2 separate regions of the Zea mays genome follow, and region 2 is linked to region 1. A link is a contact called in public Hi-C data. All regions are on one chromosome and are shown on one strand. The core of a region is the stretch at or near the end of the contact, and the rest is flanking DNA. Distances in the headings are between cores, read along the strand shown. Region 1 holds the start of LOC100284085. Region 2 has its middle 65 kb from the start of LOC109944568.

What was found. A called contact is a pair of places that touch in the nucleus more often than the background predicts.
Region 2: a Hi-C map of tassel shows a contact between it and region 1, with 5 times the contacts expected there. The contact joins the enhancer-like site here to the promoter of LOC100284085 in region 1. A contact is called at or near these places in 6 of 25 Hi-C or Micro-C datasets (ear, endosperm, leaf and 2 more).

Annotation. Positions count from the first base shown.
Region 1 is chr2:156,673,472-156,678,871 of Zm-B73-REFERENCE-NAM-5.0, reverse strand. LOC100284085 reads right to left here and starts at 3,060. Exons shown (of 4, transcript NM_001156983.2): 1 at 2,930-3,060; 2 at 2,439-2,704; 3 at 1,487-1,700; 4 at 361-1,373. The coding sequence starts at 3,020. The coding sequence ends at 640. It overlaps LOC100193091, which reads right to left. Exons shown (of 23, transcript NM_001358633.1): 23 at 4,838-5,400.
Region 2 is chr2:156,795,700-156,801,099 of Zm-B73-REFERENCE-NAM-5.0, reverse strand. No RefSeq gene overlaps it. Among protein-coding and RNA genes, the nearest start is that of LOC109944568, 65 kb to the right of the region's middle. Within about 2 kb of position 3,284, at least 17 of the 20 cell types and tissues checked have an H3K27ac peak or open chromatin away from gene starts, as enhancers often do. A contact at or near this core is called in ear, leaf, leaf mesophyll and 1 more, where this site is marked.

The DNA of each region.
Region 1 (5,400 bases), core at 1,811-4,310:
GTTCTCCAGTTTGCAATTGTTTTTATTTTCCTTGTGCATTAATAATTTAACACAAGAGAACTCAAACATCATTTAAGCAATCATCCAGTGACCAAATGGAGGCTTGGACCGGCTACCTCGAATGCATTGTGCATGCAAGTAGCGGTCGCCAACCAATATGACAGTGAAAACATGGCCAAACACAATCATCATCAGGGCTTGTTCGGTTATTCCCAATACACATGGATTGGATGGGATTGGAAAAAATTGTGAAGAAGTTTGAGCTGTTTGGGATTCAAACCCATCCAATCCCGCTCAATCCACATGGATTGAGAGCTAACCGAACAAGCCCTCAATGGTAACAAACATAGACTAGCTACATCAGTTCACATACTCCCATCAATTCCTCCATCCACAGGCAACACACACAAACACACACATGGCACCCTCTTCCGCGCCCCCAATTCTATCTAAACCGGAAATTTCAGTTTTGGGCATGCCGGTACACTCTGGAAGGCACTTACCACTGGAGTCAACCACCACTCCACAAATTATTTTAGGCTCATGTACCTCCAGTGGACTTATTCTCCTACAGCAATGCATGCATTCGACCTACATTTCGGTCTTCCTGTTCAGGAAGTTTTTTTTGCTTTCAGGTTCCTAGTTAGGCTGGGCCTGTTCACCAGCGTGAGATGCTTCTTGCATTGTGGCTTCCGACTCCTGGCCCTGCATCATCAAGGTATCGCCTGGTGCCGCCTCCACATCTGTAGAATCCCCATTAGATCTCAATGCTATGAAAGCGCTCACCGACTCCTGCTCTGTAGTTGTAGCCTTATTGTCAGGCTTCCACACTTCTGTGTTGCTGGGTGGGTCCTGTTCGACAGTTCTAGCTTCCTTGTTATGTTGGACCTCTGCAGGATCTCTGGGTGGGTCCTGTTCAACACTTCTAGCTTCCTTGTTATGTTGGACCTCTGCAGGATCTCTGGGTGGGTCCTGTTCAACACTTCTAGCTTCCTTGTTATATTGGACCTCTGCAGGATCTCTGGGTGGCTCCAATTGTACTATCCTATCTCCTTCACCAGGTTGTGTCATTACAACTTCCTTGTTAAATTGAACCATAGCAGTATCTGTAGGTAACTCATATCCTATTCTTCTAGCTTCCTCATAGTCATCATGTAGAAGCGTTCCAAGCCCCTCTGCATCCTTTCCAGCATCAACAATTCGGTCAGCCATCCTCCTGAATTTCCTCTTGTTCCATTTCTTCCTGGAACCACGCTTCTTGACTCTAAGTGGTATGGGGGTTTCAGTTGGATTTTTATTCGTCTCCTTATCTGGCCTTTGCCCAGGAACAACAATGTACTTTTTGGCACCATTTGCACCACCTTCTGATTGACCTGCAACAAACATTGCCCATTTATGACCCAAAATTTAGGCCAGTTTCTTTGCTAAAAGGGAGTGATAATGTTTGCACAAAAGATATTCTTGGATTGAATGCTAAGAAAATTACTTTGGATTGCAAGAAGAGCAGTTCGGGCAGCTTTTATCTCTGCCTCCTTCTTTGTCCTAGCTGCAGCACCAATGTATAGGATGCCACCAATCTCAACACTGCATACGAAAGGAGCTACACCCGAAGCTTGTTTAGTGCAAATATAAGATGGAATGGCGTAATTCATCTTCTGAGCATACTCCTGAAGGAGATTCTTGCACAGGCCAGTTTCTTGCTGCAACACGTAGTAAGATGTATCAACGGAACATGTCAATCAAGAAGACATCCTGCAATGCTATGATATGCTAATTTCATCATCCGAATTCATAAGTTGAGCTATGAATGGTTCGTGGTAACTTAATCACTATGTTATGAGATATGCATAGTTCATGGTTCATAAACTGAGCTGAACAAGTCTGCAAGCATTTTCATAACTATCTCCAAAGAATAATTAGAGGGGACATTGCTGTGATTGAGAGCATTAATAATTACAAATAAATGATAAGACCAAAGAATATTATTGGGAAAATTCCAGGAAACATAGAAACAAATTTTCGCGACAGTACTTAGGTACCGCTAGACAAACACAGTTAAACAAATTTACTTAACTGAAAAGAGGTAGGTGCTATTAGCATACTTGCAATAAATTTCATTGAATGTTTGCAATGCCAAGTTAGTATAGAATACTTCAGACACTCTCGCATCCATAAAAATAAAAGAAATAAAGAAAGAACATCAATGTTATAGGCAGCACCATAACTATGAATGAGGCAGCTTGCTTTTTTTCCCTTTAGGCTATGATTTTCTAGATCATCGCTCATTTGCATACACCTTAAAATTCAAAGAACAAAAAATATCTTTCTGGAGGATAAAGTTTATATAGTTAGAATCTTTAGACAACGCATCTGAATAGAGAGAGAGAGAGAGAGAGAGAGAGAGTAATTTTTTAGATGTGCATAAAAGAGTAACTTACAACTGCTGGCATGTTCCTAATTTCGGTCACCGGAGCGGACATGGCTATCTCCATGAGCGCAACTTCCGCGGCAGACTGTTCTGCAGCCTTCCGGCTGAAGAACCCAGGCAGCGACTCATACTTGGTATTATTAACGAACACTGTGGACTTGAAGACAGGTTCATGAGATGGGCCTTCTTTCAGCGTGTGGTACTCCGGGGTTGGAATGCCAACCCTCTGAGCATACTCCTGCAGCCGGCTCTTGAACACGTAGCAGTTTTCGACCCCTGTGCCAAATCAAACACGAACGGATGAGGAAACAGCACCATAGCAAAGAGAAATTTGGAACGAGCTATTTGCAGACACTCTGCTAACGAAGGATGAACTGACAAGCTGCACTAGGGAAAGATAAGCAACTGGTAGGAGTAGTATCGTATCAGAAATTGCGCGAATCGGCAAAGAATGAGATGCGTTTGGAGAGAGGGGGAGGAACGGTTGGGGCGCAAACTTACTGATCCCGGCGGGGGCGACCCCGACGATGGGCCCAGCTTCTGGGGAGATGCATATGGCGGCATCGGGCGAGGCCGCGCCTCCGCCGTGCATGGCGCCGCCGCCTTGGAGCGTGAGGGTGAGAGGAGCAGAGGGTTCTGTGCGGTGCTTCTTGGGGGGTTGGGGTTGGGGTTGGGGTTGGGGAATCCTTACTCCCTCGCCTGTGTCTGTAGCATTTCTTATAGCGTTTTGTCCGAATGCCAAGCGGGTCCCACCGACTGGTGGACCCACCTGACAGTGGCTTCTTCCTCAGAAGGCGGTGACTCGCCGCCGCCGGTGAGGGCCTCTCGCAAGGACTAGAGATGACAATATGGACCTGATCCTTGATTTCCCAAAGAAAATTCCTCTATTTTGGCAACCCCATATTTTCAAGGGTTTTTTATTTTTCCAAGAGAAATTAGTTTATTTTTCCTTGGAAAAATGAGAATCTCTAGAAAAATAGAGTTGCCAAACTAGACCTAAGGCTTATTCGGTTAGAGATAAATTAAGAAGGATTGGAGGGAATTAAATCTTGCCCAACACTTGAACCAAACAAGCCCTTAGGGAACGGGTATGAGAATGATTTGATCCTCACGGAGATCTAAATGGAGAAAATTCAATCCTGTCGGGTTCGCAAGGATGGCGATGGGTAACCATCCCCTGTTCTCATGTACCCGACCGCGAATTTTTTTTATCCAAATTAGTCAATTTACTTGTTCAAATTATACTAAAAACTCAATATATATTATAAAATATCAAAGTAAACTTAAAGTAGATGTCCCTTGTAATTTTAAATTTTGATTGTTAAATTTGCATTAATTTGATATAATCAATTTAAATCTATCTCTAAATATTATAATTCCTACCGGGGACCTGCGGCGACGAGAATGGGAGAAAAAGCTCCCCCATGAGTGTTCGCAGGACAGGGAAGCGTAATTATTCTCCCCGTGGGGACGGGTTTGGGGAGCCATTCTCCGACGGAGAATTCCTCGTTGCCATCTCAACCAAGGACACACATAGAGATTGTGCAAATGGTTCCCAAAACCCGATACCCGATGGGTGAACAACCCTATTAGAGCACCGGTATGACGAAATTTGCTACCTATGGGCATGGATATGTTCTCTTTTGTCCCATATCCGCTATCTGATGAGAAACCTGCTAATATATAACATGTGAGTTCGGATTAAAGACCTTGTTCTCTCATGCATGAGCTTGTATGTGTTGCAGATAATATTAAATATTGTTGACCTTATGATAAAATTACATTGGATTCCATGATTTACCATGCGGGCACAAAAGTAATATATTATTTTAACATCCTTCAATATTTTTCAATATTAATGAGGTATGTGGCTTCAACTTTTTTATAAAAATAATATATTATTTTAATATCCTTCAATATTGATGAGGTAAGTGGCTTCAACATTTTGTATTTGATACTTGCTTTTACAATTCAAGTGAATCATGTTACTTGAATCATGTTTATTGTAATGTTAGTGGGACTATCCGTGATGAGTATAGTTATAGCTTAATTTTATGTCCATGATAAATAGTGGGTATGAGTATAGAGTATTTTTTTCTCTAGTAGGTATAAGTATGTCTTTATGTGCCCATTGCATACCTTACCACCCTAGACACCGTCGCTGTAAAATAATGCACCAGACCAGCTACTGCATGTCTGCATACAGTATGCCGTAAATCAGCTACTGATCATTTGCATGCAGGTATTGTCCATGTCCAGGACGCGGCGGTAATCAATTACTCATATTAAGATTCACATATCCATTACAGTTACAGACCACAAGACCACCTATATGTTCCAGCACCTCCGGTTCATCTCTACCGGAATGCACCAGCATAAAACACATCATTGGACGGATTACAACTTGGGGACAGAAAGCAGACAACTGTACAAACACGACTCATATATACAAGCGGGCAGTCATCTATCCAAGGGTTACAATTACAATGCAAATGACTCAACATTCATTCATTCATTCATGCAGGCCAATACTACCCCCATCTAACGCCATATTTTAGCTGGACAAATACACTTTTCTCTTCAACATCTGTGGGCAGACTTCTGCAACCATTCTACTACCTGGGCCCATATGCACAACCCCACTTGCCCAGGCAGCAGCCCCTACCAAGCCCTGTTTATCACATCAACCATCTTCAGACCTTTTTACACTTGAATGCTGGCAAAGTACAACCCGAATGCGCTGGCTATTTACATTTTGGTTATAGCCTAGGTATGGCTAATTATTTGGGTGGGCTGGGGGGAGCCTCCGAGTTCAATGACAGGATCAGGTTAGGGTTCACAAACCTTCTGCAAGGAGGCTAATGAATCTTGACTGTATCTTACAAACCGCACACGCCGTCCAACAGCCAATATGCACCGAGAGCCACGGTACCGTCGACATCTCCGTGACAAGGCTTACCGTCATCTTGGAT
Region 2 (5,400 bases), core at 2,035-4,534, 120 kb before region 1:
TCTCTATGAAACTAATTTCATCCCATAAAACTCAATCCCCTTAAATGCTATGTCATGTCATCAAAAAATCTAATGTGGCACACTATTAAATGTGCATGAAATGTAACACCCTTGGTGTTACGTTAACTAAAACTCTGACATGTCATCATAAGCATTGCATTAACTTGCTTGTTACACTAAGGGTGCATTTACTAGGGTAAAATTTTTCCAAAGTGTGATGGTTGTGTGCTAAAGCATAGGACTTAGGTTAAGAGTTTTGCTTGAACCAAGTAGGTGATGGTCATCTCTTAAGAAAGTGACAAGATGGCTTGGAGTCTTAAGTACTAAAGACAAGTTTTAAAACCTAGATCAACTTTACTTTGAAGTGTTAGTCAAGTGGAAGAAACACTTGAGATATTGGATCAACTTTAAAAACTAAGTCGAGCCAAAGTGAAATAGTGTATAACCAAAACAAACATCTGCTCAACTAATGACACTTTGGACATGAGCTCTATAAACCAAAGCTAGATCTTAAGTCAAAGAATACCTTTGTTTTTTGGAGGAAGGATCAAATTGGTGAAACACTTGGAGAAAGTGAAGAACACGTGAAACCCTAAATTAGCCCCAATAGTGGAATCCTAAATTCAGTAAGGATCTGCTAAAGTCCATATACCAAAGTTGTAGAGCTTGGGAAAGTGAACAACTTTCATATTTGGAGATTTCCAAGTTGTGCAGAGAAATTTTGAGTAATTTGTAAAGCTTCAGTTTGGTTTGAGCTTGAATTCGGCTGAAACCAGTTTCATTTAGCTGTTTTTGGACACTTATAACTTTGAATATGTGCACTTTTGGTTGAATGTTGCTATAACAAATTTGTAGAGTAATTGTTGGAGAACAATCCTTATTAAGTGTACTAGCCCTAAAACTACATGATACCAGGAGAAAAGGTGGTCCAAAGATGGGATGCTAGGTATTGTGTTTTCAGACTTTGCCAAATCATTGCAGCTGAGTTTTTGTGAGATTTATGCAGTTTTGGAGCTCTCTATTTCTCTATCCATAGGGTTATAGGTTATGATCATTATAACAAAATTATAAAGCTACATGAGGAGTATAAGTTTGATTAAGTCACCTAGCCCTAAAGCTATATGAAACTTGGATAAAATCTGGTCCAAATTAGGGTTGGCAGAAATTGTGGATTCCAGACTTAGTAGAGTTCAGAGGCTGAATTTCAGTATTTGGATCCAACTTTGGGCCTTGATGTTTTGGAATCCAGGAGTTATGGTTAATGACCAATATACCAACTTTGTAGAGCAATGATACGAGGACAATTCGTATTAAATGATATAGCCCCAAAACTATATGCTACTAGTAGAAAAGATAGTCCAAAGATTGATTAACAGATTTCTGAATTTTTAGATTGAAAACAGTAACTGGAACTGAATTCAGAGTTTGATAGCAGTTTTGGGAGCTTGTTTGTGACTAATCCCCTAAGGATTTGGGTTGAGGGGTCCATAAAGGGATTGAATAACATATGTTGGTGAAAAACTTTCTTTAAGTGTGTTTGGCATGATCCTATACAAAATGTGGAGAAAAACTTCCCCAAAGTTGGATTATCAGATTGTTGTGGACTTAGTTTATTCAGAGCTGAAAATCTGAACATCAGTGAATGGTACCAAGTTTAGAGCTCTATTGTGACCCATCCTAGTGGTTTTGAACTAAGAATTATTTAGCAAAAGTGTAGAGCAAAGTGAAGTAAATAAGTTTACTAAAGTAAGATAGACATGGTTCTACAGAAATTTGGGAGTAAAATACCTCCAAACCTTCCCTGTCAAACTAGGGGTGGGCTGTATCAGTTCACTAAAAATCTGTTTCAGGGTGTTGTTCAACCAATTTTGGAGCTCTTTAGAATTTAATTCCTGGAGTTATGAGTCCTACTCCATGTAGAAAGGTTGGAGACCATAGTAAGGTGAATAAGTTTTCTAAAGAGAAATGGAGTTGGTGTTACACAAGGTTGGCAGTAATTGGTGTCCTAATTACCCCTGTCAGGCATATGGAATGCATACTGATTCAGTTGTCTGTTATTATGGTTTAGTGAGTTTTTAATCACATTTGGAGCTCTGTGGTAATTACTCCAAGTAGCATTGGGTTAGGGATTCCACTGCAAGATGGGAGACCATATCAAGGACAACAAGTTTGATGCAAAGAGTTGGCTTGCTATTGTAGAGAATTTAGAGAAAATTAAGTGCCAAAACCCTCTGTCAGGCTTAGTGGTGTGCTATTTCAGACTCCAGAAACTGGGTTTTGTGAGTTTTGCTCAACTTTGGGATGTTGTAACTCTTGCTCTGTGGGTCTTTAGTCTAAAAGTGTTATACCATGTTGGAAGACCTATGTGTAAGGAACAAGTTTTATTAACCAAGTTTACCTTGCAGCCATATGGAATTGTGAGATAGCAGGGCTCCAACAGGGAGGCCTGGAACTAGAATGGAGCAGTGAGCAGCGGCAGTTCAATAGAGATAAAAAATATCTGCAGTAAAGATCTGTATCCACTATCGATTCTAGCTACTTCTATGTCAGTTATGGATAGGAATAAGCTTTGCTGAGGGAGAGGAAGTAACATGGGATATGCCTTGCTGCCATGGATAGAGATAAAGTTGTAGTTCAGGGTTAAGGATCTAGAGACTGCTCCACACTACAATATCTAATTTGGACTGTTTGGTGGGGGGGTAAGCAGTAAATTCTTGTTTGTTGGAATGAGCTGGACAGCAGAAAAACCTTGTGACCTTACTCTTCTGAAATATCACACCGTGGATCCCTGTTGTGCTTAGCCACATGTGGAGAATTCAGCCACTCTTTCTCCTGTCTTTATTCACTAGACAAAAGAGGATATTTTGAGTTGTGGAGTCGACCAAGTTTATTGTTTGGGCTGAATTTGTAAACTTGGCTGGAGTTGTACTTGTAAGCCACGTGGGTGTGCATGAAGTGTGCTGGCACCCTGGGACTTTCCCTTCCTCCACTAAATTTTATACAAAGCTCAGGGATACTCGCCTACATGTTCAGCTGCCCTAAAGACTTTATTCTTTGAAGTTCCTCTCTGCCCTTGAGTTCTACTGGGCCGAGATCCTCACTTTTCTTTTTGTTTTCATTTTTTATTCCCATTTCGGCCGAGCGATAAGGAGAGAAAAGAAAAAAGGAAACATACCTGGGCCGAGATCCTCACTTTTAGCCCATCTCCACTTCACTCACTTGCACAGGTCCAATATTTTTTTCTTTCTCTCTCCTTACGGCACGACCTAGTCTCGACATTGGGCGCCGACATGTGGGCCTGTCGGGTCAGTCACTCAGCCGCTCGACCATGCCACTGTCATGTGGGGTCCGACTGTCATAACCATCTCCTTTCTCGAGGTTTGTCTCAAAAGATCCGCTGTTCTCACGTGGGCATCGTAACAAACGTCGCCTAGAATCCAGGGCCGCTTCAACGCCTGGACCTCACCTTGGTGCTACTTAGGCTGAGTCCAGTGCACAGCCTCCCTCTCGCCCCTGCCACGTCAGCTCTCGCCTCCACTCTCGCCTCTGCTGCTCCAGTGCACAGGCTGCAGCAGGCTACAGCCTCAGGCTATAGCCACATCAACTTTTCTATTTCAGAATTAAGTAATTCACGCGGATTTATTTCAACGCTCAGAAAACACACAACATAATATTTTTTATTGAATTAAAAATTACAAATTGCGTAATAATTAAAATAAAATTACATGACGATTTAAAAATTACAAACGCTCAGAAACTCCTAGGTGGACCAACTGGAATGTGCCAACTCACTCTCGCCTCGCGCTCTCGCCCACCGCGCCAGCGCGTCGCCCCGCTCCCGCCCTCCTCTCGCCCGAGCACGCTCTCCAGTGCAGGCGAGAGCGAGGCGACAGGCACGATGTCGCCGGGCGATGCGGCCATCGCCCGCTCCCGCTCTCCCGCCCCTCTCCCGTCCCACTCTCGCCCCCGTACGCTCCTCTCGCTCGTGCTTCCCGCCTGCACTGGCACCAGCCTTAATGTTGTGGCCCGTGCCCCCCTGATCACCCACCCAGCCATCATGCTGGTGCAACCGCGTTGGCCGCCACCGCAGGTAACTCTCGCCTGCACCTCCATTTAAGGGCCAATGGGGGATCGGGCAGCGTCACCAACATGTAGAGATAATTGCATATTTAGGACTCTAAACATTACGCTTTGCACAAATGCCATTCGAAAGATTTTCTTCGTAAAAAGGGACTATAAATATATTCTAATTGATTATACTACCATTTGATGTGTATTATTCCTTTTTATAATTTGTTTCCATGTATTTATCATCTAAGAGTCAAAATTGCCCCTGCCCTGGGTTTCTACTTTCAATCGTTCGTCTCTATCTCCTAGTTCAACTGTGTTTCTCTCACCTCTTCTCTCGCCGAGCCCGGCGGACGCGCGTGGACTGCTCCTCTGTGGCGAAGTCCGGTGCGGTGGTGGCCGTCGCGCAGTGACCATCAAAACCATGGTCGATGGTCTGAGCAAGCTTGCCCACCAGCAAGAGGAATGCATTGGAGGAAGAGCTTGAGCGCTCCCTCGTTCAGCTTGACCTCTGCGGCGCTGCGTACAGGAGACTAACAAGAACAGCGATATCTCAGCGATAGAATGAGAGAAGGGCAAATCTGTCTAGTGGAGAAGAGAATACACGTAAAAAAATACAAAAGGGAGGAAATACGGTAAATGATGTCTTTATCAATTAGAAGACGTTTGTAGACCCATTTTTGCGAGACAGTTATTTAAAATGGTATTATTGCGAAGCGTCACGTTTATAGTCCCAAAAATACAATTGTCTCCAACATGTGGGGATTGTAATCTAAGTCGAATCAGAGCTCAAGACACCGTGGGCGAACGAAAATTTCTCATCGATTGCGCCGCATCCGCGTGAAGCTGCGAGACATCGTCTTCTTGGCGGTTTTCTGAACAATTCTCGATAAGACTAGCTCCCCTAAATTTGATTTCATCTGTGCTACACTTAGCACTCTCCGGATTGGAGTATAGAGCGCAGGGTCGTTGGAATTTGCATCCGCCGCCGGGTTCTCAGGGCGGAGCCCTGCTTCCACCACCGTAGTGTGTTATGGGAGGAAGATGGTGCATTAGCTGTTGATCCCCCCATATGGAGAGATTATTGAGATTATGAAACACGGCAGAACTGGTTTCGACGAAATGGAGGTGTAGGCGTGGGCTTCGACATTTTGGAGACGCAAGCGACGAACAAACGCTGATATGAAATTGATTTAGTCATTAGCTGTCGCGAATAAGGATTTAGCTGCTTGAGCTCACGCTGTTTGCTACATCGCGGATGGCGCCCGGCTGAGCTCTGATTCCTTATCGGCGACGCTGTTCCCGCTCAAGTGGCAGCTCATCAGAGACAAC